Regions from separate parts of the Mus musculus genome. Here region 2 is linked to region 1. A link is a contact called in public HiChIP or PLAC-seq data. All regions are on one chromosome and are shown on one strand. The core of a region is the stretch at or near the end of the contact, and the rest is flanking DNA. Distances in the headings are between cores, read along the strand shown.

Region 1 (4,729 bases), core at 1,564-4,063:
ATCAGACTGGAAGCAACTACCCACAGACAAAAGGCTAAATTGGCCATTCTTCGAGATACTGCTTCTATGTTTACTTGCACTATATGAAGAGAAATGAAGAAGCCAACAGCTACTGAGAAAACCCAACAAGTAGCTTTTATCCAGTCTCTGACTTGTGCTCTTCCCTTAAGCACATACAATCCCGTTTGTACACCAGCCATGTGTATTGTCACATACCCCAAAGTGGAAATTATTCCCTCTCGGTTAGCATTTAAGAAGCCAACCCTTGTGCCACTGCCATCAGTGCCATACAAAAGTATCCTCTTGAGTGGAGTATAATCCAGGGCTAGCTGGTATACCACAGTTATGCTGACAGCCACAATCCACGACTTATTTAAAGGAAAAATAATCAAAAGCAGTGACGTTACTAATCGCACAACTATGATGGTAAAGAAAAAGTTCCAGTGAATGCCGTACTCGGTAGAATGTTCCTGGTAGCCTATGGACTTTATAATGACCAACCGTCCCATTCCTAAGAAGACCAATGGCCAGACAGAATACAGCGATTTTCTAAGATAATTAAATCTAGACTCTTCTATAGATTTCCTTCTAACCTCTGGACAAACCATTGCCGCCCCAAAAATAAAGCCACCTACTCCAAAATCCATTGCTCCTGTCCCATAAAGTTCAGTTTTGGCAAATCTTCTAGGGAAAAGTGGGAAATCCACGGCCAAAATGGCAATAGCCGTAAATACGCTGTTAATGACCCGGTAACAGGTGATTGCGGGATTGTACTCAGATTCTAGGCTGATTTTCAAGAAGTTTGCAAAGACTTTCTGGACAGGCACTTTGGCGTAGCAAGTCCTCCTGTGGTATATCTGATACAACAGCCATGCCCCCCAGACAATCACAGTGAGATTCTCGAGGAGGATAAAGGAAGACAATACAGTCAGAGTGATCACTAGGGGGACTATCAAGACAACAAAGTCCATGAGGAATCGTGTGCTCCAGGTGTTTGAGAAAGAGCATACGTGCTGTGAGAAGATGATCCAAAGGCCTCTACACAGGATACAGAAGGCAGGAAAGCACAGGCCCTGGGTCACTTCCAGCACACTGGTCCCACTGAGGTTCCTGACAAAGGCTTCCTTCAGCTGCTTTTGAGACATTTTCTTCCTTCCTGTGGAAACAAGAACAAAAGAATGGATTTGAAGAACACAACATTGTTGTGAATTCAGTAAAAACCTATGTGCCTAACTTGAATTTACATATTTCTTGTTTAAACAAAAGTTTAAGGGCTGGAGAGATGACTCGGCGGTTAAGAGCACTGGCTGCCCTTCGGGGGGACACAGGATGAATTCCCAACACCCATACGGAAGCTCACACCTGTCTGTAACTATAGTTTCAAGGTATCAGACACCTTCATACAGACACACATGTGGGCAGAACAGAACTTCAAGCCCTACTGGTTTCAATTCATGGACAGAACTGTCCTGACTCTCCTAGAACCTAAGATTATAGGAAGAAGTCAACAGTGACACACGAAAAGTATGAAAGTTCTAGTACACAGTTTTATCTTCAATATAAGGCAAATTCAAAACAAAAGTTGCTTAGCTCCCAAACAACTGTGTCTTGTTTTTGTTTGTTTCCTTGAGACAGTTTCTCTGTGTAGCCCTGGCTGTCCTGGAACTGTTTTGCATACCAGACTGGTCTCAAATTCAGGCCTCTGCCATGAGAGTGCTGGGATTAAAATCATCACTGCCCAGCTCTTTTTGTTTGTTGGGTTTTGACAGTGTCTGGCCATGTATCCTGAAACTTAATATGTAGATCAGTCTGGCCTTGAACTCACAGAGATCCACCTACCTCCCCGATCCCCTGCAATACCTAAAGGCATGTGCTACCACTGGCTGCCCTTCCAGAGGTCCTGAGTTCTGTTCCCAGCAACCATGTGGTAGCTCACAACCATCTATAACGAGATCTGGTGCCTTCTTCTGGCATGCAGGCAGAACACTGTATACATAATGAATAAGTCTAAAAACCACCACCACCACCAACAAACCATGTGTGTGGGGGGGGGGGGGGACGACTTCAGGGAGAGAGAGAAGTTGTAAATGTATTTTAGAGTTAGGGCCCTTGGTTTCAACATTGGGTACATAAAGAATGCATGAGCCTCGGGTTGCTCTTTTCCTATTTTACACACAGCCATATTTTCAGATTAAGAAGCAGGTGGACAGAATGGATGCACAGTGCATACCAGCGCCAGTGGCTTCTTTTTAATGCAACCTAAAACCTGTCACATTTTAATGTCTGAAAAGTTGCACCCTGAGAGAACACATCCGACAGTCAGATGTGAATTGATGTCCCTGACAATACACCAGCACCTCACCGTAAGTGGCCCTGCTCTTTTGGCCTTTTAAGTTTTTTTCCTGGCAGACCTGGCCACAACCACGCCCTGCCCACGACTGAGGGTCTCCGGCGTGGACAGAACAGGCTCCCACCGCAAACTGCGGGCACCCTCCGCTTCCGCCTCGCGAGCCGCGCTTCCGGCCGTCGCGGCTCAGCCTGTTCTTCCGGGACCGCAGATTCCGCGCGCCCCCGCCGGGGATGGCAACAGTCCGCACCCCGCCGAACTCCCCACGCCCTTCAGGGTCTTGAGCTGGGTTGGGCCGGGTGCTCTCCAGACCTAGCCGCGCGGCGGGTCCGTGGGAGGGGCGTCTCCCCTCCGCCCCAGGGCGAGGCGGGTTAGGTAGAGGGTCCCCGGAGCCCGCGTCAGCCTCGGGCACCGCGACCTGCAGCAGAGCAGCGCAAGGGCTCTCGGGAACCGCACTTTCCCACCCAGAACTCGGGAGGCCACGGAAACGCCACACCTCACACCCCGGACTCAATAGACCTCACCTCGCGAACAGCCCGCTAGCCGGAGCCGGCGGCCTGGGACGGGCCACGTGCGTCCCGCGCCGCGTGTGCACGCCCCGCCCCTGGGGAGGAGCCGGCGGGCTCCGGGCCATCGAGCCGCGGTTGCAGTGCTCCGCCAGGCGGCCTGGAGCTCCCGGCTTTCTCTCCCGGCCGCTCCCGCGCTCTCTCTCCTCCACGGGCTCTTCCCGCTGCCTCACCCTGCCCACCCGCCCTTCCAATCGGCCTGGGCTGGGACTACCACGCTGGGCGCCCGGGCCGTGGGACCGGTGAGTGCCACTCTCCACCTAGATCCAAAATCCCACACCGCCTGAGGAGGTAGGGAGGTCGGTGAGTCGCTCAGCTAAAACAGAAGGAGGCGTCTCACTTTCTAATTCAGCATTTCTCTTTTTACCCTCTTATGACCAAGGAGGAGGTAACACACAGCTCGTGGCTTTTGCCCAGGGCAAGGACCTTCACGGTCACTTTTCAGCTTGCCAGCAGGGGGCCGGAAAGGGGGTGTTTCTGGCTGACCGAGGCTGGACGTCTCTTTCCTTGTTCTACCCAGGGACGGCGGGAGAGACTTAAGGAAACTGCGCCCTTGACTAGGGTCATAGCCACCTTCCCAGAAAGGACGCGTTCTCTCAGTACCAGGTGCTTCCGGAGTGGTATCCCGGCCCTGGGCACCTTGGGCACGCTGCCAGTGCTGGAAGTGCTGGATCCGTCCAGGAATCTGGAGCAAAGCAGGCTGAGCCCCCATCCTCACCCCCCAGGACCCAGCTCTTTTCCTTATAGCCCTCCTTCTGTACTTCTTACAAAAAGAAATCCGAAGCAGAGGCGGAGAGGGTGGCAATCTGGTTACCACTTGCCTTGACTTGGTTGGTCCTTCACATACTCATTACTCTCCTCTGCCTACTGTGGTCACACCCTTTCCAGAAATTCTTGGTGGTAACCACGAAGAGGAGGGAGCAGGAGAACTGGAGAAAACTGCTTTGATCTGATTTGACTTCAACCAGGAGCTGACGCTGCAAAGTAATAACCAGCATTTACCAAGCTCTCTCGCAGGTCTCGCCCGTACGAGCCATAATTTTGCGCTTTGTGGTATGGTATTATACCATTGGCAATTGTATAAAAATGAGGCTTAGCTCCTGTAATATATTCTAAGAAGGTTGTGAGCTTTGGATTCTAACTTAAATGCGCTGTTGTGGTCTCCTGACTGGCCTCCCTCTCAAGATCAGCTTCCAGTTGAGTCTCCAGAGACCCTTGGGTGATGGGGTACAGTGTACACAGTGATATTGCCTAGCCCAGCCCTGATTCCCTTTTCTTCTTGAATTTTACCTCTCCCTGTTTCATGGCCATCCCTGGTCCTGCTTCTTTGGAGACTAGGTGTGTTCAAAGCTTCAAAAAGTCTGTATCGGGATTGACTCATCAATCCGTTATAGATGTCCCTCATCCTCACGCCTCATTGCTAGGCAGGGATGGGAGTCTGGGACACTCCCGAGTCTGGCTGAAGCTCACCAGTTTTCAGATACTGTCCTCATACAGGTACTCTCAAATAGATTCTTTCCTGGTCTCACCTTGTTTGTTCGAGATAAGGTCTTACAGTATAGCCCAGACAAGACGCAAACTCTGAGATCCTCCTGCCTCAGCCTCTTGTATGTTGAGATTACAGGCACATGCCACCAGTCTCAATCTCGTCTGTTGGGCAGTGGGCGTTCCCTATCTGTTTAATGTCTCCAAATGAACCATCAGCCCCATGCATAACACTAATTGTTCCTAGACAATGATATGATACTCAGACTTGTACTGTGCTTTCAAACCTTGACGTCATTGGCCTTCATAACCTCTCCATGTAAGGTACATT
Region 2 (4,729 bases), core at 769-3,268, 290 kb after region 1:
ATATCCATGTAGTCTGGGTGACTAAAACTGAATCTGTACTGACAATAGGCCAGGCTGGACTTGAACTTGTAATAGTCTTCTCCCTTCTCCAGAATGCTGAGATTACAGGCATGTGCGTCTGGTTTCTGTAGTGCTGGGCATGAAACCCAGGACATTCTGCGTGATAAGAAAGCACTCTGCCAACTATCCCCCTCCTAGTTTGTCCTCCCACTCCAGTCTTTCCACTGTCTCTTCATAATACATTTTTAAGTTTTGTTTTTTGAGACAAAATTGTGCTGTGTTGTCCAGACTGGCCTTGACCTTACAACAGTCCTAGGTCTTGTGCCTTCCTGGACACGACTATTACAAGGTCCCGCCCTGGCCAGCTTAGCAGCAGGACAGAGGAAGCAGAATGAGGGCCATCCCCTGGGGGCTTTTGGAGCATATACTCCAACACCTTTTTAGTGCATATTCAAAAACGGAACCGTGTGCACATGCTGCTGCTCTCAGCTCAGGAGCTTTAGGCGTAGAATAGCACTTGGACACGGGGGACAGATATGTGACATAACATTTTATTTATCCTAGTGACATCTTCAGAATGCCACTATTGTCAATTTTTTTCTCCTTAAGGCTCTCCCCAGGATGGACAGAGGTAATGCATGTTCTACATTTTCAAACACATTGTTTACTGACAATTTTATAGAGTGTCTAGGAGGCTTTCTTTTGCCTTCCTCTTACCAACATGGTTGTCCTTAGCTGTGAAATAATCCTCAGGGAGCAGGTCTTCCAAAGTGAAGCAGAGAAGTAGGGACTTTGATTGTCCCCATCTCCTCTCCACAATTTGCTAAACATAATAGTACAGAGAATAGTTTATTTCTGGACAGAAAAGGAACTCGCCCCAAACCCCAGGGTCTCCTGGCCTGTCCAGCCTTGGAGCTGGTAAGAGCTGCCATGTCCTGACCTGTGAGGCTAGATGGACAGAGGGAAGTTCTATTGGCTGACCCAGAGGCCACCAAAGAATAGGGAGAACATGATCAAACTGAGCGACATCCAAGAGGCCCTGGAGATGGAACCCAGCGTTCCAGGGGAAACATGGCTTAAATGGATAAACTGCAGCTGCAACGGTCTTTTACACCGGGCAACTCGCTACGCTAGCTGGGGAAAGACACGAGGGGGCGCTGGTGCCCTGCTAGGGACAAAGCTTGTCCTGACCGAGCGGCTGAGCACCCATCAGCCGGAACCATGCCTGCAGCTCAAGACACTGCTGATAAGTGTTTGCTCGGTCGCCCCGGCCTCCCGCTGGCATGCTGGAGAAGCCAGAGCACTCCGAATCCAACCAAAAGCCTTACTTCTGTTTCAGTGGCCACTGACTTAAGGCAAGTGATAGGACCTCGGCTACCCAGGCTCATTATGAAACAGGGTCACTACTTGGCACCTACTCCCAGGAAGGTTTTGGTGAGATTAATGAAATACATGCCAGCTGGTACTTTTGTAAGTGCCCTTAAAGCAACCCAAACATCACTCCACACAATCATTTATTAACTAGATGGCTACAGGGCGCTAGCAGTGTATTTCAGTAGAGATTTATTATATTCCATTCTCTCTTTCAGCACACCTTTTAGTCCTTTGTTCTGGAAAAGACTGTTACAACTCTCCCCTCCCCGCCCCCGCGCCCCCAATACACACACTTTCTCTCTCAATAAGCCTCCGGAATAACTGCGGAGTGGTGTCCATCCAGGAAAATTACTTCAGAAACTTTACCGAGGTTTAAAATCAATAGCTTCTGGCCAGAGGTGTGCCATTTGGTCCTAGTCAGCTGTAAGCACTGACACACAACCCCCCCAAAAAAAAGTGGGGTGGGGGGGACAGCACACGTGGCTCACTGACTTACCTAGTCCAGATCCCAGCTGAAGGAGATAGTTGGCTGCCACCCTGAGGCATGAGTGAACAGGGTAGAGAGGGGCCTGAGCTCTGTGTTGGCAGTTGCCATGGTTTTGCTCCGAGTTCTGGAGCCAACCTGCCCACTACCTGGGGCACTCAGGTCACAGAAGCAGTAAGTTAGAAGTCTGTGGGGAACCTGAGACTGTGCTATCCTGGTGTCTGCCCACCCAGCTGTTGAGATGGAAGCCTCAGATTGGCAAGGGGGTGAAGGAGACAAGCCACTAGAGAAGGTGAAGTGAGGCTGGGATGTGAGGGAACCAGGGAAGGGCTGGTTTTGGAAAGCCACGAACATGAAATTCAAGGAAGGAGACAAGATGAGAAAATGGTGGAGTATGTGGGTTGGCAAAAGCCCCAAAGAACAAGAGAACACAATTCCTTCAGACAGTTGGGCCAGGGTGTAGCTCAGGAGTAGAGAGCTTGCCTGCCCTAGTCCTGGGTTTGACTCCCCAGAGCCGCAAAGCAGGGGTAAGCAAGTAGGAAACGTGTTTATCAAAGCTGTGTTTCTGTCAAGACAGTGAGAAGTCCCATTTGATCATTAGTTATAAAGGGTTACCCATGTCCATGTGAGCACACGTATGTGTTACGGTCTCTGTTCAGTTATGTGCTGTGTTTATGGAGTTAGCCAAAGTCCCCCACTCTCTACAGTTGGGGGGAACCTGTCCTGTACCTACTTTACCTAGCTTCCCTTCAGAGTGCTCTGAGTGTGGCTCTTCCTCTCCTGAACTCCAACGGCAAGTAATCCAATTGTTCTGAGAGGCTTTGAAAATGTGAGTTTAACCCTAGCACTTAGGAGGCAGAGGCAGATGGAGCTCTGTGAATTCAAGACCAGCCTGGTCTACAGAGTGAGTTCCAGGACGGCTAGGGCTGCACAGAGAAAGTGGTTTCATTGTTTGGGGGAGGAAAAAAAGCAAGCAAACAAAAAATCCTAAACAACAAACAAAAATCCCAAAACACAAGCAAACAAAAATGAAAAAAGACAAGAAACTTTAAGTTTCAAACCCAGTTAACACCAGTCTAATAATCCTGTGCTAAATCAGTAATATTTCAGACCCTTTGTCACCACTAGTTTTCAGTTCCCTTTGCTTCACTTTGTGTCACAAGTCCCTTGTTACCACCACCACCCTTTACCGGGTGCCCTTCATGCATGCCATGATGCTAACATTTAGAGATGCATAGACATTGGCCTGGCACCTCGGTATGTCCAAATGAAAGGAGACATGGGCCGGGCATGGTGGTACACACCTTTAATCCCAGCACTCAGGAGGCAAAGGCAGGCAGATCTCTGAGTTCGAGGCCAGCCTGATCTACAGAGTGAGTTCCAGGACAGCCAGGGCTACACAGAGAAACTGTGTCTCAAAAAACCAAAAAAAAAAAAAAAAAAAAAAAAAAAAAAAAAAAAAAAAAAGAAGAAGAAGAAGAAGAAAAGAAAGGAAACATGGTTGTTGCCCATCCCCCTGAGGAGTCACAGAATTCTTTCTGTGCCTGGGAGTTCTCAGTTATAACCAGAGGAAATGGTAGCTAACCTCACAGTCTTTGTGGGAAAAGAAAATTAGTAAATGTTTATCAAGAGCTTTACAATGTTTCTCAGTATAGCCAAGAATAATTATGAAAGAAATAGGTAAAATATTTTAGGTTTTCCAAGGAGAGGTTTTCAAAGATGGGGTCTTTTGGGCCAGACTCACTGACCTGGCAATGTTTTGAGAGAGGGAGGGAGAGAGAGAGAGAGAGAGAGAGATCATAGGGAAAATAAAGAAGGCCTTGGTTGTCATTTGCCAGTATCTGCCCAGCACTGGTCCTCAGGCCCAAGCCCCTCTCTGACTGTGCCCCTCCTTCCAGGTGGGGAGCGTTCCCTGTTTAGAGAGGAGCTCCAGCACCGTGCCCACGGGAGATGCTCTGGTCCGTCATGCCAAGGGCCTGAGCCAGGATACCTTCAAAATTGTAAGGAGCCAGCCTGAAACCTTGTCCCCCTAGCCTGGGAGGGATCAGGAGGCTTCTGACCCTCCTCTCCCACCACCTGATCTGTCACAGTCAGGATGGAAATGGGGAGGGGACCCACTGGAGCCTTGTGAGCACACAGCCCTTTGTGGTCCATTAAGAACTGTAGTCAGGCCAACTTGTCAGGCACTGGGGTCTGTCCACCTGCCTTTCCTCCACACCCCTCAGCCCCTCACCTTGCCTGTGACCTCTCAGTGTAAAGAATACCTGAGGCCTCTGAAGAAGTTCCTTCGAAAGTTGAACCTGCCCAAGGACCTTCCCCAGAAGAAAAGGATAAAGTATACGAAGCAGAGCCTTGAGGCCCTAGGGGGCCATATTAACACCTTTCTGCAGCATTATTGCCGAGCCTGGGAGATCAAGCACTGGAAAAAGTAGGCAGCTTCCTAGCCTTATCCCACCTCCATTCAAGATTATGCTATTGTCAAGATTCTCCAGGCATGAAGAGGGTTAAGATCCTGGGAGATAGCTGATGTTTAAAAAATAGGTCCCTCTAGCCGTCAGGATAGCACTGATTGTACCTTAGCTGTACACACAGTAGACAAAAGCCGTTCCCAAGAACCTCCAGGTGCCTCAGTGGGTAAGGCATTTGTTACTAAGCCAGATTATCTGAGTTCTATCCCTTATACTCACATGGTAGAAGGAGAAATCCACTCCTATTGGTTGTCCTCTGACCTCCACACATGCACTGTGGCAGACATACACATAGACAGACAGACAGACAGACAGACAGACAGACAGACAGACAGATACACACACACACACACACACACACACACACACACACACATTTTTAAGCTTCTCCTAAGAGCCCTTT

What was found. HiChIP or PLAC-seq counts read pairs in DNA pulled down with a chosen protein or histone mark.
Region 2: an H3K4me3 HiChIP or PLAC-seq map of embryonic forebrain shows a contact between it and region 1, with 5 times the contacts expected there. The contact joins the promoter of 1700125H20Rik here to the promoter of Myo19 in region 1. A contact is called at or near these places in 6 of 39 promoter capture datasets (the 3T3-L1 cell line, the C10 cell line, the HPC-7 cell line and 3 more), 1 of 484 Hi-C or Micro-C datasets (nephron progenitors), 14 of 115 datasets of contacts at active chromatin or transcription factors (the NIH/3T3 cell line, bone marrow-derived macrophages, craniofacial prominence and 8 more) and 1 of 9 other capture datasets (embryonic stem cells).

The regions. Positions count from the first base shown.
Region 1 is chr11:84,877,357-84,882,085 of GRCm38.p6, forward strand. Myo19 (myosin XIX) reads left to right here and starts at 2,814. Exons shown (of 25, transcript NM_025414.4): 1 at 2,814-3,155. It overlaps Pigw (phosphatidylinositol glycan anchor biosynthesis, class W), which reads right to left and starts at 2,929. Exons shown (of 2, transcript NM_001077636.1): 1 at 2,872-2,929; 2 at 1-1,156. The coding sequence starts at 1,145.
Region 2 is chr11:85,169,078-85,173,806 of GRCm38.p6, forward strand. It overlaps 1700125H20Rik (RIKEN cDNA 1700125H20 gene), which reads left to right and starts at 2,019. Exons shown (of 6, transcript NM_028589.1): 1 at 2,019-2,150; 2 at 3,757-3,858; 3 at 4,111-4,286. The coding sequence starts at 2,100.